Linked DNA regions of Mus musculus: all the other regions are linked to region 3. Evidence: chromatin contacts called from public HiChIP or PLAC-seq data. All regions are on one chromosome and are shown on one strand. The core of a region is the stretch at or near the end of the contact, and the rest is flanking DNA. Distances in the headings are between cores, read along the strand shown. Region 1 has its middle 10 kb from the start of Gm33774. Region 2 has its middle 6.9 kb from the start of Gm51625. Region 3 overlaps Gm973 (predicted gene 973).

What was found. HiChIP or PLAC-seq counts read pairs in DNA pulled down with a chosen protein or histone mark.
Region 1: an H3K27ac HiChIP or PLAC-seq map of embryonic stem cells shows a contact between it and region 3, with 19 read pairs. The contact joins two enhancer-like sites. A contact is called at or near these places in 2 of 15 datasets of contacts at CTCF or cohesin (the NIH/3T3 cell line and pro-B cells), 18 of 484 Hi-C or Micro-C datasets (B cells, the C2C12 cell line, the HL-1 cell line and 11 more), 12 of 115 datasets of contacts at active chromatin or transcription factors (acute myeloid leukemia, bone marrow-derived macrophages, embryonic basal ganglia and 5 more) and 2 of 9 other capture datasets (adipose tissue and liver).
Region 2: a contact with region 3 is called in an H3K4me3 HiChIP or PLAC-seq map of embryonic stem cells, with 22 read pairs. The contact joins two enhancer-like sites. A contact is called at or near these places in 11 of 484 Hi-C or Micro-C datasets (the AML12 cell line, bone marrow-derived macrophages, brain and 4 more), 12 of 115 datasets of contacts at active chromatin or transcription factors (bone marrow-derived macrophages, embryonic basal ganglia, embryonic stem cells and 4 more) and 3 of 9 other capture datasets (adipose tissue, embryonic stem cells and liver).

Annotation. Positions count from the first base shown.
Region 1 is chr1:59,446,248-59,450,399 of GRCm38.p6, forward strand. No RefSeq gene overlaps it. Among named protein-coding and RNA genes, the nearest start is that of Gm33774, 10 kb to the right of the region's middle. Within about 2 kb of position 2,429, at least 54 of the 459 cell types and tissues checked have an H3K27ac peak or open chromatin away from gene starts, as enhancers often do. A contact at or near this core is called in embryonic stem cells, where this site is marked.
Region 2 is chr1:59,372,918-59,377,611 of GRCm38.p6, forward strand. No RefSeq gene overlaps it. Among named protein-coding and RNA genes, the nearest start is that of Gm51625, 6.9 kb to the left of the region's middle. Within about 2 kb of position 3,329, at least 47 of the 459 cell types and tissues checked have an H3K27ac peak or open chromatin away from gene starts, as enhancers often do. A contact at or near this core is called in embryonic stem cells, where this site is marked.
Region 3 is chr1:59,582,133-59,586,367 of GRCm38.p6, forward strand. Gm973 (predicted gene 973) reads left to right here. Exons shown (of 19, transcript NM_001357842.1): 10 at 264-343. Among named protein-coding and RNA genes, the nearest start is that of Gm39648, 12 kb to the right of the region's middle. Within about 2 kb of position 2,714, at least 19 of the 459 cell types and tissues checked have an H3K27ac peak or open chromatin away from gene starts, as enhancers often do. A contact at or near this core is called in embryonic stem cells, where this site is marked.

The DNA.
Region 1 (4,152 bases), core at 1,179-3,678, 140 kb before region 3:
TTGGAGGTCACTACAGAAAACAAATGGTGACCACACAGAAAAAGGGATAATTTCAGTCTACAGTCTAGACAACTAAGGGCTGGGAGTTCTAACCAGGGTTATGAAATCCACATGGAATGAAGCCTGAAGCAGACAAACTGCCTAGGGAGGCATCTAAGGTGAATTGGCAGTTAGAAGGAAGTAGAATTGGCGGAAGTGAAGATGCAAGCTGAGGCCGGCCTGGGAAACAAGAAACCCTAGAAATCAACAACAGGATGCCACTTCAGCATGGCACTCACAGCAGAAGCCAGCCTGCTCCTGCAAAAAGTCTAGGAGCTGGGTAATGTCAAGTGTTGGCAGGGGTAGGAGATCAAGGACCCTGCACTTGCTGGTGGGACCGTGAACTGCTTTGGCAATTTAGGTAGAGGAAGAAATTACAGCAAGCGGCTCTGCTCCTGGCTATGAATCTAGCAGGTGATAATGTTGATCAAATAGGAAGCTGGAAGCCATCCAAGAGTAGGCCACTGGGAGAATGGATAAGTACGGTAAAGTCACGTCATAGAATGTGGCACAAAACTAGAAGCGGTAAATTAAATATACTTATAACAGCTTGGAGAGGACCTTTAAAATGTGGTACTAAGTAAGAATAACAACAACAACGCAAAAGGTAAAAAAAATAAATTCCAAAGGCATTTATGGAAATAAAAGATACAGACGGACATCAACATTTGAGCATAGCAAGTGGTCCAGCTTCCTCCACTGGGGTGGCAGTCATCGCTTCCCTCTTCCAAATTATGTTTATCATAACAATTACCACCTTCCAATCTACTGATAACTTTCCTTTGTAAACAGAGAAAAGGAGTATACAGGGTCTCACTTTGTAGCCCTGGCTGGCCTACATACAGACTAAGCTGGCCTCAAAGCTGCGGTGATCCTCCTGCCTCTGCCTCCTGAACGCAGTGAGTTGTTGTACAGGCCACCATGCAAAGCATTCGTGTTGGTAATTTCTTTCTTTTCTGTATTTGTTTTCAGGTGCTGAGCACTGAACCCAGAGCCTTGAGCATGCTGAGCAAACACTACCACTAGGCCTTCTTCTTCATTGTCTTTTGCTTCTTAACAGAGTCTGAGATCCCACCCACGCTGGCCTCAGCCAGAATGCTGTTGAGAATGGCTGATAGGTTATTTCTCTGCTGGTGAGAGGAGCCAATTCGAGCCAGATCGGAATATATTAAAGGCGGGTTTGTTGGGAAGCTGCTCTCAGGTGAATTCACTGGCCTCAATGTTGTCTTGGGGGGAGGGAGTGAGGGAGTGGGAAGAGAGGGGAGGAGGGAGGGAGGGAAGGAGGGAAGGAGGGAGGGAGGGAGGGAGGGAGAAAGAAAGAAAGAAAACAAGCCTGGGTTATATAGGGAGGAGCCTGGGTTGGGGAGCAGCCCAGAGGCTGAAAAGTTAGAGGTTGGGGGCAGGGTATGCCAGGTCGGGACTGAGGGATGCTGGGAGAACCTGGAGGCCAGGTCTGTTTTGTAGAATATGCCCCTCAGTCCCTTGTCCCAGGATCTGAAACCAAATAATGGCCTTGAACCTGGAACTTCTGGTGCTCTTGCCTCTGCCTCCTGACCGCTGGAGTTACAGATGTGTGCTGCCATAGTGTTTTTGTGCTGCTGGGGATGAAAACCCAGTGCTTTGTGTGTATTAGCCTAGCTCTACCAACCGGGCTCCAGCCCTGCAGTCCTTTCTTTCTTTTAAACCCATAAGTAAATGTGTATCATCCTGTTAGAATATGCATCCCATGAGAGCAAGGGTCTTTGTCAAGTTTGTTCACCAATGTGGCCCACAAAAGTCTGGCACAAAGCAGGAAACTCAACAAACATGTGTTGAATGAATTGATGACTGAGATACAATATACGTTGAGCAAGAATATGTAAGTCGAAAAGATCCGCTTTAAAGGCCGTAAGCGTGAATGCCTATGGACTGCAGGGAATACGAGGAAATAAGTCCTAAGGAAGCAGGAGAGGGTTTCAGGGGAAAGTGGGGGATGAAAGAGAGACAGTTGATTGGGAGGGCATCAGGCAGGAGCCATCAGACAGAAGCTGTAGGAACACTCTGGGCTTGGGCAAGTAGGGGGACTTGTTCTCCCTCCTCCCTGTGTCAGCCATGTCTACCCCTTCTAAGGCGTCAGATCTTGGCAACATAAGCCCAAAGCTACTGAGTCCCTGTGCTAGGAGCTCAAAAGTCTGAAAGAATCCAGGGGGAAGGCCCTCCTGGCCCATCTTAGGAAAGATACCGGTCAGAAGAATCCGCCCCAGATACCACTCAGGCCCACAGAAGTTTAGCCAGTTTGTGGATTTGGAATTCCAACTAGTTAACAAGCATTTGCAGGTTTAAAGCACAACAAAGACTGTATTCATGCTAGAAAGGTCTTTATAAGTCTTCAGTTTCCGTACCACCTCCGTACCTGAGGAGAGGCTTTAGAAAAACAATCCTCAGGCAGCCTTCCCACTGAGATTCCGACTCAAAGGATCCCTGGGGAATCTGTTTTGTGGGTTTTTTTTGTTTTGTTTTGTTTTGTTTTGCTTTGTTTTTTGATTCTCCAGGTAGTTGTGGACCAAAGCCACTTCCAGGCAGACCATCAGTTTGCATCAAGCATCCTCCTCTGGTGGAAGCAGGAATTCTCTGGGAGGTGGTAGCTGGTGGAACCTTCAGAAGCCAGTGCAAGGAGAGCAAGGGGTGCCGGCCTGCAGACAATGAGGCAAACACCCCCTCAGCCCTGCTTTAGCATCAACATTCCAGGTTCACCCACCTGGGCCCTTGGTCACCAGGAGACCTCACATGTACACGCAGGCTATAACCTGCCCTAAGCCCTGATCCAGCTGCTCTTCCCAAGCAACTGTCAGCCGGCTGAAAACAAAGGCGATTGTTCTCTCAAGAATGCTTTGCAGGGAGGTAGCTGTCTGTCCATCCTTTCCCTCTCCCCCAATCCCTTCCGGCCTAGGTTCCCACCTTTAATCCCCCGGAGAGAAGGTGTTCTAAATAGGGCTGCTCTTGGCACCTTCCTGGGTCCAATTTGGAAGTCACCACTGGTGTGCTCCTGTGTGGTTACTGGTCCACAATCCTCCAGCTCCGAGTGAGCACCCTCATTTTCTACACTGGAGGCTGAGGTTCGGGTAGAGGAAGGCATTTTAAAAAAAAAAAAGGAAAAAAACCCACACACTTGGAGATGCCAGGCTTCCTACGGGAATCTTCCTTTTATCGACCGGAGAGTCTCGTCTGCCCCTGCCCCCACCCGATGAAGCAGTAAATTGTAACAAGAGAATCTGGCTGAACAAGTTTCTGGTTCCTCGCTATCTTGTGGACAAAGAACTCTTTGAATATGGTTTCTGTGTTTGGCTTCTAGCAATGGAGTGGAAAGTGATGTTTTCACTATTGCTGGAATTTTCTCCCTTCGGCAATGTCCAATAACGGCCATTCACGAGGAAGGCGGCATTGGGTCCCATGGGGGCAGGGAGGCCACGTGGCAGGAGAGCTGTGGCCAGACCATTTCCTGCTAATTAACCTGTGGATATTGATAATATTTCTCTCTGGGACACTGCTGTAGATAAGGCGTCTGTCCCTTGCTGGTCACCAAAGCATCAATAGGCAGACGGCCCCAGTTTAACAGGGTCCATAATCCAAGCTTGCTGGAGATGAGTGATTGATAGAAAGCGATCGCTTTAAAAGGAGTCCAAATCTAAACAGAATGTGTCTGGTTACTAACAAAATTAAATTACCCTCTGCTGAAGGAACTTCCCTTCCAGGGAAAATAAACTTACCGTTGCAGATAAAATAGAAACGTGGGCATAAATTCTTGGCGACTCCTAAGAACAAGCAAGGGAGAGTGTCAAATTTATGAGCTTAATTTTATTTCGTGTTTTCCCCCATTTTGATATACTTTGTTGGCAAGAAAGTACAAAAAGAAGTAGCAGGGGAAGCTATATTCGAAGGGTCAAAAGCCTAATAGATTGTTGCAAAGTACCTGGAGGCCTAGGCTTTATTTAACTCTCTTCTCTGGGCTCTTCTGGGAAATTACTTTTTTCCCCCTCTTTCCTTCCTTCCTAGAAACATGATAAGCAGGCTGCTGAAGAGAGAAGGGCCAGGTATGGATTCTTCCTGACTGGGACGGTCTCTCTCTGCTTTCAG
Region 2 (4,694 bases), core at 2,079-4,578, 210 kb before region 3:
TCTGATCTCTGGTTGCATAAGATATCATTTGTTTAAGTTGACAAGCTCGTGACATCAACCTCAAAGGTGAGGGCTTCCTCTGTCAGCCAGAGATTTGTTGAAACCCTTTTTGAATGTGATCATTATATTTTTCAGAATGCGCATCTCTTGGATGTCAAGGGAATGTGTAAGTTTCCCACCAACTCTGTTCCCCTCTGCCTACCCACTTCCCTTTCAGGCCAGTGAGCAGTTCCTGGCTTTGTGGTCGGGATTCAGGAACTCATCAATAGAAAAGTGACATGCCTGAGCAAAAGATATAGCACAGGGTTGTTGCATTATCCACATCTTTCCTTCCAGTTTCATTGTTTGTTTTTGAACTAAAATTCATATGCCATAGTATTTGCCTGGTTAAGAGTATATGATCCAAGCCAGGCCATGGTGACACATGTCTTTAATACCGGCACTCTGGAGGCAGAGACGGGAGGATCTCTGAGTTTGAGGCCAGCCTAGTTTACACAGTGAGGTACAGGACAGCCAGTCCTACACAGAGAAACTGTGTCTCAAGAAACCAACCAACCAAACAACCAAACAAACAAAAACCCTAAAAGGAGCATATGATTCAGTGGGGCTTTAGGGTTCATCTATTTGTTTTTGTGAGAAGAGTCTCTAGCCCAAACTAGCTTCAAACTTGTTCTGTAACCAAAGATTATCTTGAACTTTAGATCCCCCCTGCCTCTACTGCCAGATGCTGGGATTGTATGTAAACCCACCTTACCACGCCAGTTTTATGTGAGGCTAGAGAAAGAACCCAGAATTTGGTGTGGTGCAGGCTAGGCAAATACTTGACCTCCAGCCCCCAATCCAGTGGTTTTTAATATGTTCATACAGTTCACATACAATATGTGGCTACCAGAACAATACATTTAGGATTTACTGCCCCCAAAGAAAGGGCATACCCTTTTCCAGTAGCCCTTCCTCTGCCCCCTACTCCTTTATCCTTCACCGGAGGCGATCACTGATCTGATTTCTGTCTGCGTGCTTTGCTTATTCTGGACGTTGCTTCTAACAGAATCATATGCTGTATGATCCTTATCATGGGTCTTTCAGTTCATATAAGGCTTTCAAACTTTATTTTGTATTATCTTCTAGTTTTTCATTTTATTTTATGGTTAAAAAATACGCATTTTGTGAATAAACTGTACTTCATTTGTTCCTTTGATAGATATGCATGCTGTTTTTCAGTTTGGGGCTGCTGAATAATTGCTATGGACATTTATGGTCAAATTTTCATGAGGCCTGTTTTCCATCTCTTGATATAGATATAAAAGTGACTCATGTGAATGTTCTATGTTTGGCATTTTTGAGAACTACCAGCCTGTTTTCCCATACTTACTATCCTAGTTTCTATCGCTGTGATGAAACACCATAACCAAAAACCAAGTTGGGGAAGAATAGATTTGTTTGGCTTACACTTCCACATTATAGTCTGTTCCTAAAGTAGGCCAGGACAGGAACCTGGAGGCAGAAGCTGATGCAGAGGCCATAGAGGAATGCTGTTTACTGGCTTGCTTCCTGTGGCTTACTCAGTCTGCTTTTTCATAGAAGCCAGGACTGCCAATGAAGGGATGGTACCACCACAATGGACCGAGCCCTCTTCTATTTATCATTCATTAAGAAGATGCCCCAACACCAGATCTTATGGAGGCTGATTCAAATTGACATAAAACTATCCAGCACGCGCACACACACACACACACACACACACACACACATATATTTGCACCTTTAAAATATGAATTAGACCTGGAGGTAAAGTACTTTAATGTGGATTAGGTCCTGGGTTTAACCTCATAACACCAAAAATCAAAACTAAAGTGAAACAAACAGGTAGTGTTAACTCTTCAAATGTCTGGCTTCCCTCTCACACTGCACACAGCAGTATGTGCTTGTCCATGGTTGTGGCTTCATTACTGAACCAGAGCATCGTGTCCCTGATGCTCAAGCTGTGGCATCCTGGGACACCGCTGACCTTGGCTTAAAAGGCCCTCCCAGGAGAATCCCAGGTTCACTCCTCAGACTCATGGAGGAACAGTTTCCTTCTACCAGTCTCTTTTACTGGCTGGATGGGAGCTCTCATCCAAAAGGCCTGAGGTGGTTTGAAGGCTTAGTCCTCAGTTGGTGGGACTGTTTGGGAAGGATTGGGAGGTGTGGCTTTGCTTAAAAAAGGTGTGTCATGGGGGCAGTCTTTGAGGTTTCAAAAGGACATGACATTCCCATTAGCAGGACTCTCTCTCTCTCTCTCTCTCTCTCTCTCTCTCTCTCTCTCTCTCTCTCTCTCTCCCCCCCCCCCTCTTTCTCGATTATGGATCATATGTAACCTCCAAAACCATTCCAGAAAGCCTGCTGCCATGTTCCCTGCCATGATGGTCACAGACTTACATTCTGGAACTGTTAGTCATCAAATTAAAGTGTGTGTGTGTGTGTGTGTGTGTGTGTGAGTGTTTGTGTGTGTGTGTGTTTACAAATTGGCAGGCTGGAGAGATGGCTCAGCAATTAAGCACACTGACTGTTCTTGCAGAGGTCCTGAGTTCAGTTCCCAGCAACCACCGGTGGCTCACAACCATCTGTAATGGAATCTGATGCCCTCTTCTGGTGTGTCTGAAGAGAGTAACTTTGTACTTACATACATAAAATAAATAAAAATTTTAGCTGGGCAGTGGTGGCACAAGCCTTTAATCCCAGCACTCGGGAGGCAGAGACAGGTGGATTTCTGAGTTCGAAGCCAGCCTGGTCTACAGAGTGAGTTCCAGGACAGCCAGGGCTATACAGAGAAACCCTGTCTCAAAAAACCAAAAATTATAATAAATAAATAAATATTTTAAAAATAATTTTTTTAAAAAAAGAATAACTGTGGTTGGGAATGAATAAAGTTTGGCGGTTCTTCAAGATTACAAATTGGCTTGGTCATGGTGTTTTGTCACAGCAGCAAAACAGTAACTAAGACAGAAGCTCTGCTCCTTTTCCCAGCACACCCCTATCTACAGAATCATTCAAGTTTAGGGTAAAGGCCTGGAGTTTCTTAACCCGAGCAGCATGGGGAAGAAAAACCAAGTGAGGACTTATGACCAGAAGACCTAAGCAGTTCTTCCTCCCCTTGGTGGATTCCAGTATCCAATTCTGGGGAGGGGCCAAGGGATAAAGAAAGTACTGTGCTATTGGGTGGTGGTAACAAGCCTGTGGAGGGGAGTGCTGGCCCCCACAGCAGACCACCCACCTATTCTGTGCCAGCCACTAAACATCAGCCCTCTATTCATCCCCATCCTTGGGGAGGAAACCGTGGGCTCAGGGATGAAAACAATTGCCCTGCCTGCCCCAGAGCAGCGGAAGGCAGAATTGAGCAGAAGACAAACGAGGGTGAATCCCAGACCGCTCTGAGCCGGTTCACTAGCCCCGCGATCTGGACTCCAGATGCAGGCAGTGAACGCTTGGCCCCACGTGCTCTGGGAGAATCCACCGGACATCATTCAGTGGCCTTCCGACTCGAGCACCTGGCCCACCACAAGCGGGCAGCTGTCACTGCTATTTTGGAGGCAATCATATATTTTTAATGACCTGCAAAATCTCCCTGTGAGAAGGGAGGGAGAGTTGAAATTACAGCCAAGCAATTTGCATTGCGAATCAAGTTGTCCTCCCTCCTGCCCTCCACGAATATGCAGAAATAAATGCCTCCTAATGAACCCTGGGGGCCTGGGGCTTTGATATGCATTCTGCTGGAGGGGTAAAGAGTCCTAAGCAGACTGAGACCCAGCAGGAAGTTGGAGCAGGAGGCCAAGGCAGTCCTCTTCCAGCCTTGGAGGAAGGAAATTGGATTATCTTGCTAGCAGTTGGTGGTTTTCTATCGCTTAGAACCACAGATGAGAGCCTCTCCTAGCCAGAACTGGAGTCAGTGCTATTTAACCAGCAGGCTCCTGGCCCTGCTACACCTTCCCCAGGCTGGCTTTGCTCACTGTATGCCCCAACCAGACTCCCCAAGTCTTCAGGCACTCCAAAGCTTTTTATCTTTTCCAGGATTTAAGAAAACCTGCTGGGAGCTGGAGAGATGGCTCAGCAGCTGAGAGGACCAGCTGATCTTCCAGAGGTCCTGAGTTCAAATCCCAGCAACCACACGGTGGCTCACAATCATCTGTAATGGAATCTGATTCCATCTTCTGCTATGCATGAAAACAGAGCATTCATATACATAAAATAAACAAATAAGTGTGTGTGTGTGTGTGTGGTCTGTGTATCTATACAAGTCTGTGATACTGATGGGGCTGTGTTGAGTTTGTGTTGTGAGTCTGAGGGTGTATGGACTTGGTATTTGTGTCAGCTTTCCAGTGTTTGCCAGTAATGGTTTGTGTGGACTTGTGAAAGGGCGAGAAGAGAAAGCCTGTTCGTTGCCTTCCTTCTGGATAGCAGCAAGGTCAGCGCAGAAAAAGGGGCTCCACAGGAGATCACAAGGTCCCTGGAGCCCCCTCCCCCCAAGTCACACCCTTTCCGGGACTAAAGGCGCCTCCGGCTGATCCTTCCCTCTAAACATCTTGCACGGCCATGCAAGGCCCCTCCAAGTTTAGACAAATAGGTCTGGCCTTCAGTCAGCTGGCACCCAATCCTACCCACCGGGATGAGTAGCCTCAGCTGTCTGCCCACTTCCTCTTTAAGTGATAGCCTGTGGA
Region 3 (4,235 bases), core at 1,464-3,963:
CGATAGCACAAAGAATCTACTTTTGTTCTTTTAAATACCAATCAAAACAAGAAGGTCTAAATTTGAATATAAAGCTTAACCCCACTCAACAAGGTGTTTAGACATATTTCCAGACACTATGGGTTATACCTGGGAATGCTATAGGTGTGGGCTTATAATCTTTAATGTGCATGAGCTGAGCACATATGGTTATGGTTCGTATGAAAGTTCATGAGACCTAGATCTGACACCTCGATGCCCTTTCTCTCCGACTTTCACTGCAGCAAACGCTGGAGCCGGAGCCAGTCTTCATGGAAATCTTTATGAAACCTCCTCACGTTTGGCTCAAGCTGCAGAGAGTCAGGTACAGTATTGACTGTGAATGAGCACAACACTGGGAGTCAAGACTTGTCTGGGATTCTTGTCCTAACTTGCTGTGTGACCCTGAGTGAGCCTCTTCATCTCCTTGGGCCTCATTTGTCTCATCAGTAAAATGAGCAGGTAAACTGTACCGTCACCAGGTTTCTTTACTCTCAAGCTTGGAATCTGGATTGTGGTGTGTGTGTGAAGAAGCAGAGCTGACTTTTCCCAGACTTCTGCAAAGTCAGAATTAGAATAAGAATACAGACACCAGCAGCCACAAGCCGAGAATCACATTTTTCCTTCCAAATCAGGAAAGAAAATAGCGATCGAGTTTGTTGTTTGCTTGTTGGTTTTAAGGCATCAAGGAGAGGAGCTAGGGAGATGGCTCTGTCTATAAAGAGCCTGCCACAAAGGCAAGGTCTGAGTTCAGATCTCCAGACCCCACATAAAAAGCCTGACAGGTACAGCTGCAAACATCTGTAATCGTGGCATTGTGGGAGGTGAGCAGGAGACAGGCAGATCCTTGGAGCTCATTGTGCAGCCAGCCCAGCTAAATGGATGCACTCCAGGTTCAGTGAGAGACCGTTTCAACAAATAACATGGAGAACAATAAAGGGAGACACCAGATGTCAATCTCTGGCCTCCATACACACGCACACACACCCATGAGCACATACACCACACACGCACACACTCACACGTACGCACACAGGTAGGATAATTATGAAGAAGGAAGGTGCCGATTTGAATGGCTTGGAAATATCTAATGTTTCAAGGGATGTGTGCAGACTTTTTGATAAGCGGTCCTCTGTCTGAAGCTCTGAGGGTGACAGTGTCTTCAGTCTCTCAAGAGAAGCTAGTAGGGAATTCCTAGAGCTGGATCCAGGGACTGGGAACTCCTGAGGCAGATGCTATACCACTGCTCCAGGGGTTGCCTAGGTCCCTCCGCTCTCAGACAGCCTCCAGGGCAGGCTCGCCAAGCCTCTTATCTCCAACTTCTTGCTGCTTCTGGCCTTCCCTCTTTTCCCCAGCACTTCCTTACAATCAGAGCAGAAATGAGTCTGTTTGCACAATATTTGAACTGACCTTTCAGGTTAAAACACCAGGCCCAAGTCAGGCCTCCATTGAAGAAAAGCATATCTAAGCCACTTCTCCACTACTGAAGAACCTCAGAAACAACACAGACACACACATACTATGTGTGTCTGTCTGTCTGTCTGTGTGTGTGTTTGTGTGTGTGTGTGTGTGTGGTTTGCCTCCATTGAAGACACTTTTCATAAAGGATCCGAAGACCTTAAGTAATAACAATAGCAATAATAATTACAGAGTTGTGACTAAGAAAATACAATATATTTTGGAAATCCCATAGCTCCAAAGGCCATACCAATACTCCCTGCATGGTCCAAACTCATGTATCCCTATGGCTCTACTGGAGGACCCTTCAAAGAGTGACCCAGCCATGACAAGTTAACTATAGACTAAATTATGAACTTTGCAGTCAGACTGAACTTTGGATCTTAAGCTCCAAGCCTGGTTCATCTGCAAGGCCTTGGTAAGTTCACAAACTCTGGAAATATCTTGTACCTCCTTTGCAAATGGAGAAAGGTTCCCATCTGAGCTTCTTGGTTGGTTGGTGTTACCATAGCCTGCCTGCCTTTGAAAAGGAACCCCGAGGGGAAAAGCCTTATGAGGAAAAGTCTAGGGAGCCCCACCAGTCCCCAAGCCAGGAAAAATGGGGTGTAGGGTACAAAGGACTTCCTCCTGCCTCTCTCACCCCTCCCCCTTCTTGAGGCTCAGGGCACTTTATTAGGTTAATCACTGCCTCGGATTTTAACTACTTCCTCAACCTACTCCACATAAATGACTAATTTTATGTTTACCATAAAGCATCTGGAAAGGCTTTAGAAACAAATTTCTACCCAACAGACTTCAGTTTACCCACCTTGATGGGCCACTGGCCCAACCAGTGGCCTCCCTGCCTCTCTAGGACCTAGGACCTTTCTTGCTCTGAAGCACAAAGCAGGCTTGCAGCAACAGTAGTAGCAGCAGCAATTAAGCCCGTCTTTCTTTTCTTTTAATCCCTACTGACTCAGCTCGTCCCTCCATCCTTTAGGGTCTGGTCATGTAAGGTCACTCACACATAATACATTTGTCTAGTTTTGTTGTTGGTGGTGGAGGTTTGGTTTGGTTTGGCTTGGTTTGGTTTAAGTCACAGTGAGAATCCCAAAGGTGGAACCTTTTGGAAACAACAGACCTTTGAGAAGTCACATACCTAGGCTGGGAAGTATGAGGGAAAGAAAGTCTGGTATTGCTGTCCAAGTTCAGCTCTGGGGTCCGGAGGCTGCCCCCGTGCGCCCCCTCCCGGTAGTACTGAAAACCTCTGCTCTGAGTCTTCAGTGGCCGCGTCGCTAAGGCCAAAGCCGAAAGGGTGAGGGGCTCTAGCCTCCCAGTTCCACTTTCAAGTAAAGGCCCTTAGGCACCCCTTCTACACCTAGCCGGAGGTTCCGGGCCTCAGAGCCAAGTCCATCAGTTTAAAAAAAAAAAAAAAAAAAGCGCCGCAGCTGCCATCAGCAACTTCCTTGGAGTTAGAAGTGGGGAGAAGTCAGAGAAATAGGGGGAAGAAGACTACAAGGGGAGTTGCGTGGAGATGAAAAGAGCGATGAAAAAAGAGAAAGAAGACAAGCAGACGTGTTTCAACTCCAAGCTCCCATTTCCCCTTTCAAATGAACGGCCTCCCCACTGTGAGCAGAATCAAGTATTTATGAAGGCATTTTTTGCATATTAATAGCTGCGCAGGGATGGGGCCCTGCCAGCGCTTAAGTCCTAAAGGTATGGTGCCCTTTTGAAAATACAGGTCTTTCCAGCCCCTCATAGAATTTGGTTTTCTCCTTCAGATTTATTTCCCCCTCTGCCTTGTGGGTCCTCCTGGGGCCCTACAACTGATTAAGAGAAATTAGTTTCTGGGCTGCCTTCAGAGTCCAGGACTGCTCTTCCCTCTGCGGGTCGCTGACATCAATCGCAGGCTCTCGCCTTTCCTCTTCCCCAAGGCCTCTGGGGAGAGGCTTGAGGTTGGGTGAGGTGCCCAGCACCTAAAAAGAATCTTAAAATTGTAAATGGAAGTTTCAGAAGGAGATATTAATACATCCGTGCAGTGAGAGAGGAGAAAGTAAAAAAGAAAAATATGCAATCATTTCATTAACGTTAATAATACTGTCGATCCTCGGTGAGGATTGCATTTCATTTTTAAAAAGAAAACATAGAGAGTTAGAAACATAATCAAAAGACCAAATCATATTAAAATAATAGTAGTAGGCAAGAATATGAGCTATAGTTTAGTGGCAGGGCTTGACTACCATAGGCAAGGCCCTGGGTCTGATCCGGAATACTCTTATACACACACACACACACACACACACACACACACACACACACGCACACGCATACGCGCGCACACACACACACACACACACGCACACGCATACGCGCGCACACACACACACACACACACACAGAGGCACAGATGACTAGGGCTTGGGGCTGTAGTTCAGCTGGTTGAGGTCTATCTTAGAATGCACATGGCCCTGCATTCTATCCCTGGGACCACATAAAACCCAGGCACGGTCACACACCTGCAATATCAGCCCTCGGAAAGAAAGGCTCAGAAAGTCAAAATCATCCGAGGCAACCTGAGATCTGTGATCTCCTGGAATCTGTGATTTAATACTGGGCAACATCAAGGTTCCAGACGGTTGGTGAGGAGGAGCCAGCCTGGGCTGCCCAGAGTCCACCCTCTGTGTGCACTGTTATAACAACCAAAGTGTTTCCACCCACTGCTAAATATTCCCCAGGGAGCAAACTGAACCCATCACCCCTCTCTTTTTTTCCTCCTCCTC